2 separate regions of the Gossypium hirsutum genome follow, and region 1 is linked to region 2. The links are chromatin contacts, called in public Hi-C maps. All regions are on one chromosome and are shown on one strand. The core of a region is the stretch at or near the end of the contact, and the rest is flanking DNA. Distances in the headings are between cores, read along the strand shown. Region 1 holds the start of LOC107934782 (40S ribosomal protein S5-like). Region 2 holds the start of LOC107916813 (calcium-dependent protein kinase 26).

Region 1 (6,308 bases), core at 941-3,440, 460 kb after region 2:
TTCCTAATTTATAAATAATTCATGCGTATGATATTTTATATCAAAGTAAAGAAATCATTTGATAGGCATCGGCAAAAATATTAGAGACCTATAAAGGCATCAATAATAAAATTGACACTTTTTCAAAAATAAAAAAACCTTGACAGAAATTAAGAAAAACAACAAAAACGTCAATAAAAGAGAAACTTCAATTTATTTAAATAACTAAAATAAAAAATAAAAATAAAAAAGTTCAGTGAAGGAAACATGAATTGTTACTGCATTATAAATCACAAGCAAGTTAAAAGTGAATGTTTTAATTCAATGAAACATGCATTTCATCAAATCAATCAGCAAAAATTCTATCATTTTAATAATATCTACTGAAAAACTCCAATTTAAACATAAGCTAACTTGTCAACTTAGATAGCAAACACAACACTCATTGCATGTCCAGGACACCAAAAATAAAAGATAGCCCATAAAGTACTGATTAAAACAATTGAAATTCTCCCCGCCCACGGTGTAATAATCTCGTCTAATGCCTCAACGGTTGGCCTTGGCAACCCTCTCGATTTCATCTTTCTTCTTGATCGCGTAGCTGCACAATCAATAATACCATCAACAATGATGGAAATGACACCAGAAATAAGCGAAAGAGCCATGAAGGAGACGCATAAAAGTCCTTTATTTACCTGTTCGATGATCCTTTTGCAGCATTAATAAGCTCATCGGCTAAACATTCAGCAATGGTTTTAATGTTTCTGAATGCAGACTCACGTGCTCCGGTGGTCAAGAGATAGATGGCTTGATTCACACGACGAAGAGGAGAAATATCAACAGCCTGACGCCTCACAACACCCGCAGAACCGATACGAGTAGCATCTTCACGAGGTCCACTGTTAAATCAATAGGTTAACTTCAAGTTTAACTGGTGATACATTTGAAAGAGAAAATATGAAAGCTTAAGGTCATATAGGGTACCTGTTGATTATAGCATCGACAATGACTTGAATTGGGTTCTGATCAGTCAGGAGATAAATAATTTCCATGGCATGCTTCACAATCCTAACTGCCATAAGTTTCTTCCCATTGTTTCGGCCATGCATCATCAGTGAGTTCGTAAGCCTCTCAACAATTGGGCATTGAGCTTTCCGGAAACGCTTCACTGAGTACCTTCCAGCAGTGTGCGGCACATAGGTTGCGTGCTTCGAAGCTTGGGCACCAATGTAGTCACTCAAAGAGATATCAGTAACCTAAAACCAAATAATCTTCGGGGTCAAGTACCATTGCAAACAAGAATTACAATTATCAAAAGGAACAGCAAATTGAGGAACCAAATTCTTTCCAATCAATAGTTGTAGACATTGAACCCAATTCATTAACCACAATTTATAAGCCCTAATTTTAAAACCATAAACACCAACTCAAAATCTATAATTCATAAGCCAGAATTCATTAACTCAAATTCATATTCACACTCAGAATGACAACCTAATACTTCGCAGCTTATCACTTATCAAGTTAAACTAAGCTACGAGACAAACAATTGCTCAGAGAAATTACAATAGAAGAACAGGAATAAATACAAATTCATAGGAGAACATAAACTACAACTTTGAATTAACATAAACAGCAAAAAAAAACAAAAAGGAAGCTCCAATTGAGATTAAAATAGTAGCTAAATAAAATAAGCATTGATATTCCAAAAAAAAATCATTATGATGCCAGAAATATATAGACAAGTTAAAAAAATAAATCCAAAGAGATGGATACAGTGATGAAAAGATAACTATTCTCTTCACTAAATCCAGTTACCAAAAGACCAAAAGAAGTTCAGCAGATAAGCTAGCAGGAAGCAGTATAAAGATAAAATGAGACATTTCATACAAGAACCAAGAAACATGGAGGCAAAAGAAAGAAAAATCAGATCTAAGCAAAGAAATACCTGGACATCCTCAAAAGACCAGCGATTGAAAAGCTTGACTTCGTAGTTAGGTTGGGTCGGGTCTTTGCTGGTCTCGGTGGCTGCCACGGCCATTGCCATACCTGCGAAAATAAAAACAACAATGAATTTTGAAGAAAGAGAGAATCAAAGTGAGTATTAGGAGAGAAATTAGAGCTAAAAGAAATACCTCAGATTGAATAGATAGAAAGAGGGAGCGGCGACCGAAGACTGAATAGTGCGGCTTTCACTGGTAGCGGTAGCTCGGAGATGAGGAAATTAAACAACCCTAATTAACAATTGTTATATATGAAACATCGTCCCGAGTTAGGGTTTTATTGTAAGGGATCAAATTTTGGGGCTTTTAGTGGATGGGTTTTGAGAAAAAAGAACGGCCCAATTATTCTTCAACTACCCCAATAACTCATTTTTAATATATAATTCAATGATTTTATGAGTAAAATAAAACCATTTTTTTTTAAATTACATTATTTATATTAATTATATTATAAAAATAAAAATTATATTAATTATATATGTTAAATAATATTTATGTATTTATATTAAATCACTAATTCAATAAAAATTAAATTTATTACCCAAAACCTAAAAACAACTTACCCAACTAAATAACCCAACCCAAAATATAAAATTTTAAAAACTATATTTAATACAATATAATATTTATTACATTTACTTGTGTTTTTTAATATAAATATTTTTTAATTTATTTTTAATGGGTTAGAAAATTTTTATTTTAATGTTTTTTCAATGCATTTAGGGATTATATTTTCTAAAAAAATATTTTTAAATAAAAAGCTTATCAAAACAAATTAAATATTGGTGGACCGGATTGGGTCCGAGATTACCTTTCTTAAATTGGATCAGACTTGGACAAAAAAATGAGTCCATTTTTTGAGTTGAACCTCGACTTGAAAATTTAATCTAAATGCTCTATATAGATCCGACTAAACTCGGCCAGTAAACACCTTTAATCAAAACAATTAATAAGACAAATTAATTATAGAATTATTAATATTTAAAGGTGAAAGAGGATATACAAAGCAATATTAATACATGAAGTTTTTTATTAGGCTACTTATTTAGGTTAGGCTTTATAATAATAATAACAATAACAATAATAAGAGTATTATTCTCGTGTTCAAAATTTTTAGAGTTTAGTCATGAAAGCGTACTGGTATTATTATGTAGTTTACGGGTTTGTTTAGCTGCGCTTCCAAAAAGCACTTTTCACTCAAAAAGTACTTTTGACTTTAAAGCACTACTAAACAAACACCATTTGAGTGACTTTTTTAATGTTTAAAAAAGTCATTTTCCTCCGTTGAAAAAACTGAAAATTTTAGCTTTTTCTAAGCTAAAAGTGCTTTTGGCTAGCTAATTACTTTTTTATCCTCCATTTTTCACGGTATAGGGACAATTTCCTCTTTATTTTTTCTTCTAGAGAATCTCTCTGGTTCTCCTCTTTTATTTCCTTCCTGTAACAGCTCGTTTTCAGTGGTGTCAAAAACAGTGGTTACAGGACCACAAATCTGATGAGTGAATAATTATTTTAATATTTATTATAACTCTACGAGATTATATTAAGGTCGTATTAAAAGTTCGTTAGGAAATTTTGATGTTTAAATGGTTAATTAGGTAAAAATGACTAAATTGTAAAAGATATAAAAGTTGAGTTCTATTAGTTAAAAGGGCTAAATGGCTATGGAAATGAAAGTTAATGGACTTGAATGGTAAATATACCATTTAAGGTGTTAGTGGATGTGCATGGACAGGGTTTGAATGAAATTTTAATAGTTTTTAAAGATTAAAATGATAATTGAATAATTAAAAGAAAAATTAAGTAAAGAAAGATGGAACAAAGTTATCATCTTTCTCATTTCATTTTTTCTAGACCGAAATTCACCATTAAAGAGGGGGAGAGCTTCAGTTTTGATTTCTTCTTGCATGGTATGCATCCAAGCCCCGTTTTTAATTATTTTTATGTTTTTGAGTTCATTTTAGCTTAATCTAGCTAGCCTGGGGGTTATTTTGCAAAACTGTCAAAGGTTGAGGGACTTGCCACGGATTTTTTAGATGTGTTTTGATGTTAGTTGATAGATTATTAATCTTTGTTGAAAAATAAACAAGTTTGTTAAATGATTTTTGATGAATTTTGGAATTAGGGATTAAATTATTAAAGGTGTAAATCTATAGGTTTTATTGTAAATTTTTTATAACTATGAGTTGCTTTAAGGTCCCTTGCAACATGGGTTAAGTTGAATTTAGGTTAAAATGGTTAGATTTTAAGTTATGATCTTAAGGACTAAATTGTGAAAAGTTAAAATGTTAGGAGCAAATTTTTAATTTTGCATAAATATGAGTTATGGATTAAATTGAACTCTAGAAGTACTTGATTAATTGAAATTATCCATTTAGATTAAGGTAAACCACAATCGAACCTAAATTGAGGAAAAGCTAAAGCTTCGGATTAGTTCGATATCGCTACTACGCCCTTAACTATCGAGGTAAGTTCGTATGAATTGTAATCATTTTAATGTTAGCTAAATTGAATATTTACTATTTGTTTTAATATAAATGAATCAATATATGAATGTATTCATGTTATGATGAATTGACGGATATCAAGTCTTGGTTGAACCTTAAGAATTCTTAGGATACAAATGACATGTCATTAGGGATTTCATGTTTCGGGTGCTATGAATGAGGTCTTACATTTGTTTCGGATTCTCTACAGCTCGTGTGAGCAGCATCGTGTAGCTTATATTCTGACCTACAGCTCGTGTGAGCAAGCCCATTTTACAGCTCGTGTGAGCAAGCCCATTTTACAGCTCGTGTGAGTATTGATGTAAAGGGAAGGTTACGATTATATGTAAAGGCACACTATGTGTGAGCTTTCCTGAGTATCCAATGTAATTCTAGATGGTTCAACGGGTAAGAAAATAAAATGAAATAGTAAGTATGTAAATGGACTGAATCATGATTTATGGTCAGGAATTATGAGCTAAATGATTTACCTATGGAAATTTACATATCTTATATTTGATTTCATTTGTATCATGGACAAGTATACTAACTTGTGAGTTGGTGATGTTGTATAGGCTTAAACTAAACTTATGGCATTGGTGATGATTTATGTTTAATCTTTGAATTGTATAAATGACATGGTAAGTTATGTTTTAAGATTATACGAGCTTACTAAGCACTCGTTGCTTACATAGTTATTTTCCTTTGTTTTATAGATCATTGGAAGCTCGATTTGGTTGGAAGCTTGTTGGAGACCTATCACACTATCCAGCAAATATTTCGGTAGTTTTTGAATATTTTGGCCAAGGTTAATAATAACATGTATAGGTTTTTTTATAATGATATTTAATGAATGTATTAATGTAAGTTTTGGTAAGTTTAAGCCTTGAAGTTATGTTTGAGTTGGTGAACTATAATCCCTTACCAAATCATGTCATTTTAGTAACTTCTAAGTACATGTATATAAGGTTCTTTTGGTATGTTTGTAATGGCTTGATAATGGTCATTTGTGATATGTTTTGGTAGGTAATTGAACTAGGTTATAGTGCTTGAAATAAGGCATTGTTGACTTGTTTTGGTATGAAAGGTTTTGGTATAATTGTGTTGCCTTTGAATGGGTTGTTTGAAATGACATGATTATGTGTATTTGAATGATGTTTTAGCCCCTTGAAAGTATGCATAAATGGGTTGGATGATTATGCATGAATTGGGTATGAAATGGTTTGCTTTTAGGTAAATTTTGGGTTCACATGGCCGTGTGAGACACATGGTCTAGCGACAGGCCGTGTGTCATCTGAGAATTTCTTAAGGTTTAAGTCAATGAGTTAAACGACCTAGCACACGGTCTAGCATACGGGTGTGTGTGACAGCTCAGAGAGTTACATGACCTAGCACACGACCTGACACATGGGCATGTGGGGCTACTTAGTGAGTTACACGAGTGAGGACACGGGCTAGGACACAGTCGTGCGTCCCTTGTTCAAAAGTTACACGGCTTGGGGTGATGTCACAGGACCATGTGACCTTTGTTTTCCAATTTTTGCATATTTTTCTTAAACTTTTCATGTTTTTTCAAATTAGTCTCAAATTTCTTCTAAGCTATTTTTAAGGCCCCAAAGGCTCGATTTAGGGACAAAATGCATGCGATTCAATGAATTATAATATGTTTTATTTATTTAAATATTATGATGTTAAATGTTTTTTATTGTACGGTAATGTTCTGTAACCCTAATCCAGCGATAGAAACGGGTTAAGGGTTACTTCCATTCTTCTATTTTTTCAAGGTCTTTAAGGTTTAGGGTACTCTCACTCACTCTCTTTCTTTCTACTCCCCTAATCA
Region 2 (6,964 bases), core at 3,578-6,077:
TAAATCACAATAAACCTTAACCAAATCAGATCAGTTTTAATTTGAGCTAACCTTTTATGATAGTAAATAATAACATGTAATTAATTATATTATATATGTGATGCCCATATTTTCCAACAATCTCCCACTTGGACCATATATATACAATGATTACCTTATAATTACATGTCATTATATAACTTTACTAGCACAAAACCTTACTACCATATCCAAAATGTATTCCAAACAATCTCGTCCATTAATTATGTTAACATAGAACCAAGGCGACTTTCGTTTCATATATCATAAATAAATGTATCATTGATCACGTGTATTAACACAACCAAATGACATAGATCAAGTATGGATCTGTAGCATGAAAATTACATGCAATATGATCCAAACATGTCTATTTTCAACTGGTCCTCTTTAACCTCTGTGAGATCAAACTTTACCAAAATTAGACTGTGAAGAAACCAAATAAACTTTATTTCTGCAAAAAATAGACTTAATATCCATAAACTAAAATAACTGAAAATGTGTCTATAACATAAAAGCAATTAAAAGTACAAACTCCCACTAAAACCAAATATTATTAACTGACATTACACCCATATGAGCAGTGTGCTCATGAAAAACCTTGGTTGGTAGTCCCTTAGTAAGCAGGTCCGCAATCATGGAGTTTGTCCCAATATGCTTTATAGGCACCTAACTACTTTAACAACCATGAACTTAAAGTCTATGTACTTTGACTTTGATGTGCTCTTGTTTTTTATTGGAATAAAGGACTACCAATTATTGTCACAATTTGCACCCTAGTGACAAATTTTTTTTATCAATATTCCATCAAAATCGAAGTCTATATACCTAATGATCTCTAACTTATCAGACCTCCGATATGTGAGCATGTAACTTTTGTTCTCTAAAGATACCTCATAACCCTTTTGGCTACTATCCAATGGTCCATGCGAAGGTTGCTTAAATATCTGTCTAACATCCCAACAATGTATTCAATGCCTGAACGTGTACGTACTTAAGCATACATTAGACTCCCCACTCTTGAGACATAAGAAATCTTATGCATTTCCTTAATCTCAAAATCATTCTTAGGGTATTAGTCGAGACTTAACTTATTATTGACAAGCAGTATGTCATTAACATATAAAACCAAATATAAAACCTTACTCCCACTGAACTTGTGGTATATACAATTATCAACCAAATTCATATCTAAACCGAATAAGATAATCATCATTTGGTAAAATTTGTAATACTATTGACGAGAAGTCTACTTAAGCCCATAGATGGAGTTTTGTAATTTGCAAATCATTAACTTTGTATTATCAAACACAAAGTTTTCTAGTTGAACCATATAAATGTATGATCAATGTTATCATTGAGAAACTTTTAACTTAACATTCATCTGATGCAACTTAAGGTCAAAATATTCCACTAAAGCTATTATAATCCTTTCTTTAGTGGATCATCTTAATGTCATTCGTTTTTGAGGTTGTTGAGATTGTTCTTCTAGAACAATTACCTCATCTTGAATAGGAAGTTGTTCAACATTGTCTTGTTGACGTTCTAGATTCACTTCTTGATCAATGATAGGTATGAGAACTTGAACATCGTTAAAAGTAATAGTAGGAATTAAGTTAAAATTCAATTCCTCCTCAAATACAATGTCTCTAACCTTATTTCTCTTTCCAAACTCAAAATCCTTAAAAAAATGTTGCAATTCCCGTATAAAAAATATTCCTAATTGTGGCTATCTTTAGAGGCACTGGCCAAATGGACACTTTCAGACTTATCATGTTTCAACATTTCTTCCTCTTGCACACAATGAGAAATGGGCTCATTTAGAGTCCATTTCTCCTTTTGACAATTGTAACTAATTTTAAATTGGTTAAACTATGTAGGAAACGATACCAAAACCATAAGAACAAACAATTCCTCAGAAAGCTTGATCTTAAGTGCCTTAAGTCTTGAAGCAACATGGAACATCTCCATAATGTACTCCCTCACATTTTTTGATCCTTGTACTTCATAAACATCAAAGAAGCCAGAAGTGATGCCATCCCAACCTTATCATTTTTAGCAAAACGTTTTTCAATTTCGTTAAGGAAACCCTTGGTCTGAGTAATCTCTTTAGATTCTGTGCCCCTAAAGGCTTCTAGAATGCTATGCTTCATGATCATTAGACTCATGCATTTTGAATAATCCCACCTCTCAAAATCCCTTTTAACATCAGGAGTGTTTTCTGTAGTGAGAGATGCAGGTTGTTCTTCTCTTAGTGCAAGGTCTATGTCCATATAGCCAAGCACTACAAGTAAGTGTGTTTTCCATTCCTTGAAATTGGTCTCATTAAGCGAGTATAGAATTGATGCTAATGAATATTATGACAGTAGAAGATGAACTAGTTGATTATAGAACAAAATAGATAAAAACAAGCTCACATAAATATTCATTTTATAAGTAAACAATAAATTCGAAATAGTGGCTCCAATCCCAATATACCAAACACTACATTAATATTAATAGTAAGCGATATTCTTGTTGTAGCAATCAAACATTGACAATAAATTATGTCAAACAATGAATCAATCTTTGGACTAACTTATTACTCACATAAAGTACATTATAATTGTCACACATTTATCACCACATATGTCCTTGAAATTCTGCCAAATTGTAACTTACTTTTGGATCAATTAATAAACACACGAATCACAAAAACATATAATCATCTTGATATTTTAAATAAACTAATCTATGTAAAAGAGGTCACTTTGGTGACATTTTGTTTCAACTAATCTATTTAAGATATTAGACATCCTTAATTAAATCCCAAAGCTAAAATTTGAAATTGTTTGCTTCAAAATATTTCAAATTTAAACCAAAATAATTTGAATAAAGGTAAACCCTATCTCAAGATATCGAATACTCCATTAATATTTCATCTTTGGACAAAATATTAACTTGTAAGTGATATCTTGTTGTAGTAATCAAACACTGACAATAATAACATGTTGAACAATAAACTTCCTTTTGGTCGATTTACTACTCACATGTAAACCGAATAATCGTCATATGTTTATTACCATAGTTGCACATATAATTTGTTAAATATTAACTTTCCTTTGGGCCGATCAATATTAACGTAGCTTAAGTTAGATACACGCAACCTTTTATATTTTAAAACAAAATAATTTCAATATCAGAGATCACTTTGGCAACTTAATATTTCAATTAAGTTATTTTAAAATATCTATAATTATATCAATATTCAAATTTAAAATTTACCCAAAAGTCAAAAGTTAAAACTAAAATTTTTAATTGCAGTACAGTTTTCAAAATAATCCAAAATAATTTTATCTTAATAGTGCAATAAAAAAATCGAAAACCTTAATGTTTGATTGTTTTTTTCAAAACCATATATGTTAAAATTAAATTCGGCCAAAGTTTATAACCGTACCGTTAAAATTAATTTCAATTCATGCAAAATAAAATCATGTGTTATTCCCTTAAATTCATTGATATGTATATGCATATAATAAGATATTTCCAACTTGGCTTTTGCATCTACATATAACTCCAAACTAAATATATGATTAAACTGGTTAGCATGAAAACACTTTATTCTTAAGCATATAAACACTTTCCTATCCATTGCTTGAATTTGGCGGAATCTGGGATGCTTCTTCCCCGCGAAACCTTTCATGTTATTATTATTATTATTATTATTATTATTATTATTATTAAGAAAACCCTAAAAATCTGGATCCATAATTAACCAATTTTCAAATTTTCAAACATAAATCTCAATCATCAACATGTATTATTCGAAATATCAAGATAATATGTTGAATCCATAAAATTTTAAGAAGAAATCAATTCATTTAAAAAATAATTTATTCTTTATAATTTGATACAACGAAATTCGGATGCCACTTGTTAGAATTGTTAAATTCTTGATATAAAACGTAATAAATCATAAACCAGAATCTATTATGTCAAATCGTCAAGAATAAGTTAAGAACAAAACTAGATGCGAAACCGTACTTAAATTCATCGATTTCTTGAAATTTACGAATCTTGTAGTTTTAATCTTCCAAATTAACACACAAGTAATTTTGAGAAAGTGGCTGACTCTTTTCTAAAAATGGGATAATAAAAAAGTTAGCTATGTGTAATTTGGGGACCATAACCAACTTTTGCACATGAACTTAATTTCTAATCAATCCATCATCAATTAGAAATTAGTTACTAGAGTGTTTACGTATATTGGACCCATACTTTATTTAATAACTAAATCTCAATAAACCTTAACCAAATCAAATCACTTTTAATTTAGGCTAACATTTTATGATAGTAGATAATAACATGTAATTAATTATATTATATATGTTATATCCATATTTTCCTACAATTTATCAAGTGACCACATATATATACTAATTACTTTATAATTATATATAATATTAAAATTATTATCGCAATGATTAATTGTTGTTAATTAAAGTAGTTGAATTTTTTTAACAGAAATCAATTTATTGCTGAAGAAATTTATTTAGGTATCAAATAAAATGACAATATTCCATACATAATTCAATGCGTGGACAACACAACCCTATTCCCTACCTGTTATAGAAAAAAAAAATCAACTAAGACATTAATGTCATATTAATCTGAGCCGTCAATACAATGTTGGTAAATGATCAAGCTATAACCACTGAAACCAGGCTGGTCGTGAGTTATACCTTATCAAACCCATTTAAACCCGTAAAAGTTTGAAACAAATCTAACAGAAAAACCTGTCTTTTTCTTTTTTCTTTCTTCCTCTTTCCTTCCATTTTCTTTCTCTTTTGAATGGGGAAAGAAAATAAAAAAATTAGCAGAAAAATCAACATTTTCCTTTTCTTTGATTATACAAATTATTGAACAAGTACATTATTTTTCATATATAATCCTTCTACTATTAAAAACACCCAAATCCATTCATCTTGCTTATTTTTCATTTGGTTTTTAATTATTTGTCAAATTCATATTTCTCCATTGTTTATGATTTTCAAATACTTGTTCCGGCACAGGATTTGTCGATTCTGATTGTTTATTTACATTGGGTTATTGGGCATTTCTTCTTTTTTATTAATGATCATTGGTTATTGTAGGGAGTTTTTTTAGTATATTAGGAAGCCCTCAAAAGGATCCCATTTTTTTTTAATGAAATTGATTTAGATTAGAGGGATAATTCTTGTCTTTGATTCATTACATTCATCATTCAATCATTGGTGTGAAGATATAAGGGTGGTTTAGATTGGCTAAAGCTCCATTATTCTTTTGGGTGTTATTTTTGTTTCAAAAAAAGTAGAGCCTTTAGGGAGATAAGAAATGGGGTTATAGTTAATGGGTGAATTTAGATATTATTGGATGGTTAAGGAAGAAGAAAGTGTGAGAAATTAAGAGGTCAAATGGGGAATAGCTGTGCCAAATCGGCCGCAACGGAGGAAGATGAAAATGAAGATAACAAACAAGATGGTAATGAAGGTGAAGCTAAAGATCCGGGTCAGTCTGAAAGTAAAGAACCGGAGGAATCCGGATCGGTTCGGAAACAACCTCCGGAAGAAATGAAGATTGTTAGAGAAGAAGACAAAACAGGGAAGGAACAAGAATCAAAATCCACTGAAAAAGCCGCTGAAATGACCCAAAGACAACAATCAAAATCTCACCCTCAAAGACTTAACTCCAAGCCCTCCCAACTTGCAGGATTTAACAAGGAAGGGTCCAAGACAGGGAATAAAACCCGAAAAGCTCATAATGTGAAGAGGCAATCATGTGCAGGGTTGCAGGTTGGCTCTGTCTTGCAAACCAAGACAGGTCATTTGAAGGAATACTATAACTTGGGGAGGAAGTTAGGTCAAGGACAGTTCGGGACGACTTTCCTTTGCATCGAGAAAGGTACCGGGAAAGAGTACGCTTGCAAGTCGATCGCGAAGAGGAAGCTCACGACGACTGAGGATGTGGATGATGTGAAGAGAGAAATTCAGATAATGCATCATTTGGCAGGGCACCCTAATGTTATATCCATCAAAGGGTCTTATGAGGATAACATGGCTGTTCATGTTGTGATGGAGTTGTGTGCAGGGGGTGAACTTTTCGACCGGATAGTAAAGAGAGGGCATTATAGTGAAAGAAAGGCAGCTGAGATAGCAAGGATTATTGTTGCTGTTGTAGAAGCTTGCCATTCCATGGGAGTAATGCATAGGGATCTTAAGCCTGAAAATTTTCTCTTTGTGAATAATGAGGAGGATTCACCTCTTAAAGCCATTGATTTCGGATTATCCATATTCTTCAAGCCTGGTATTTTCAAAACCACTCTCTTTTATTTTAGTATGAAATTTTAGCCCACTAGATGGTCTGCTTCATTTATAGGAATTAAGAGTTTAGTCTTTAGACTTCCCCACTATGTTGTGTTTCTTAAAGGTCTTAAAACTTTTTAGGGGATATCTTAAACGATGTTGTTGGAAGCCCGTATTATGTCGCACCTGAGGTTTTACGAAAGCATTATGGTCCAGAAGCGGATGTGTGGAGTGCTGGGGTGATCACTTACATTCTCTTAAGTGGGGTGCCTCCATTTTGGGGTGGTAAGTATTCATCAGATGTAATATTCTTATTACCATTTGAACTCTTCACTTTTTTTGAGCAATTTTATTTTGAATATTTGTTCTATTTCGGGGTTTTTTGTTTTGGATATAGAAACTGAACAAGAAATATTTAATGAGGTTTTGAATGGAGAGCTTGACTTCTCATCTGATCCCTGGCCTAATATCTCCGAAAGTGCTAAAGATTTAGTGACGAAAATGCTCGACAGAGATACGAAGAGGCGGATAAAGGCTCACGAAGTACTACGTAAGGATTGTTTAAACTTAAAATCTCAGTTTGTCTTCCTTTCTGATCTTGTCATGTGTGGCTATTAGCAGGTCAT

Evidence for each region. A called contact is a pair of places that touch in the nucleus more often than the background predicts.
Region 1: a Hi-C map of leaf shows a contact between it and region 2, with 1.7 times the contacts expected there. The contact joins the promoter of LOC107934782 here to the promoter of LOC107916813 in region 2. A contact is called at or near these places in 5 of 34 Hi-C or Micro-C datasets (leaf and petal).

Annotation. Positions count from the first base shown.
Region 1 is chrA01:49,443,531-49,449,838 of Gossypium_hirsutum_v2.1, forward strand. It overlaps LOC107934782 (40S ribosomal protein S5-like), which reads right to left and starts at 2,191. Exons shown (of 5, transcript NM_001327383.1): 1 at 2,115-2,191; 2 at 1,928-2,028; 3 at 964-1,235; 4 at 675-878; 5 at 466-580. The coding sequence starts at 2,026. The coding sequence ends at 526.
Region 2 is chrA01:48,978,879-48,985,842 of Gossypium_hirsutum_v2.1, forward strand. It overlaps LOC107916813 (calcium-dependent protein kinase 26), which reads left to right and starts at 4,828. Exons shown (of 7, transcript XM_016846188.2): 1 at 4,828-6,339; 2 at 6,480-6,623; 3 at 6,736-6,888. The coding sequence starts at 5,451.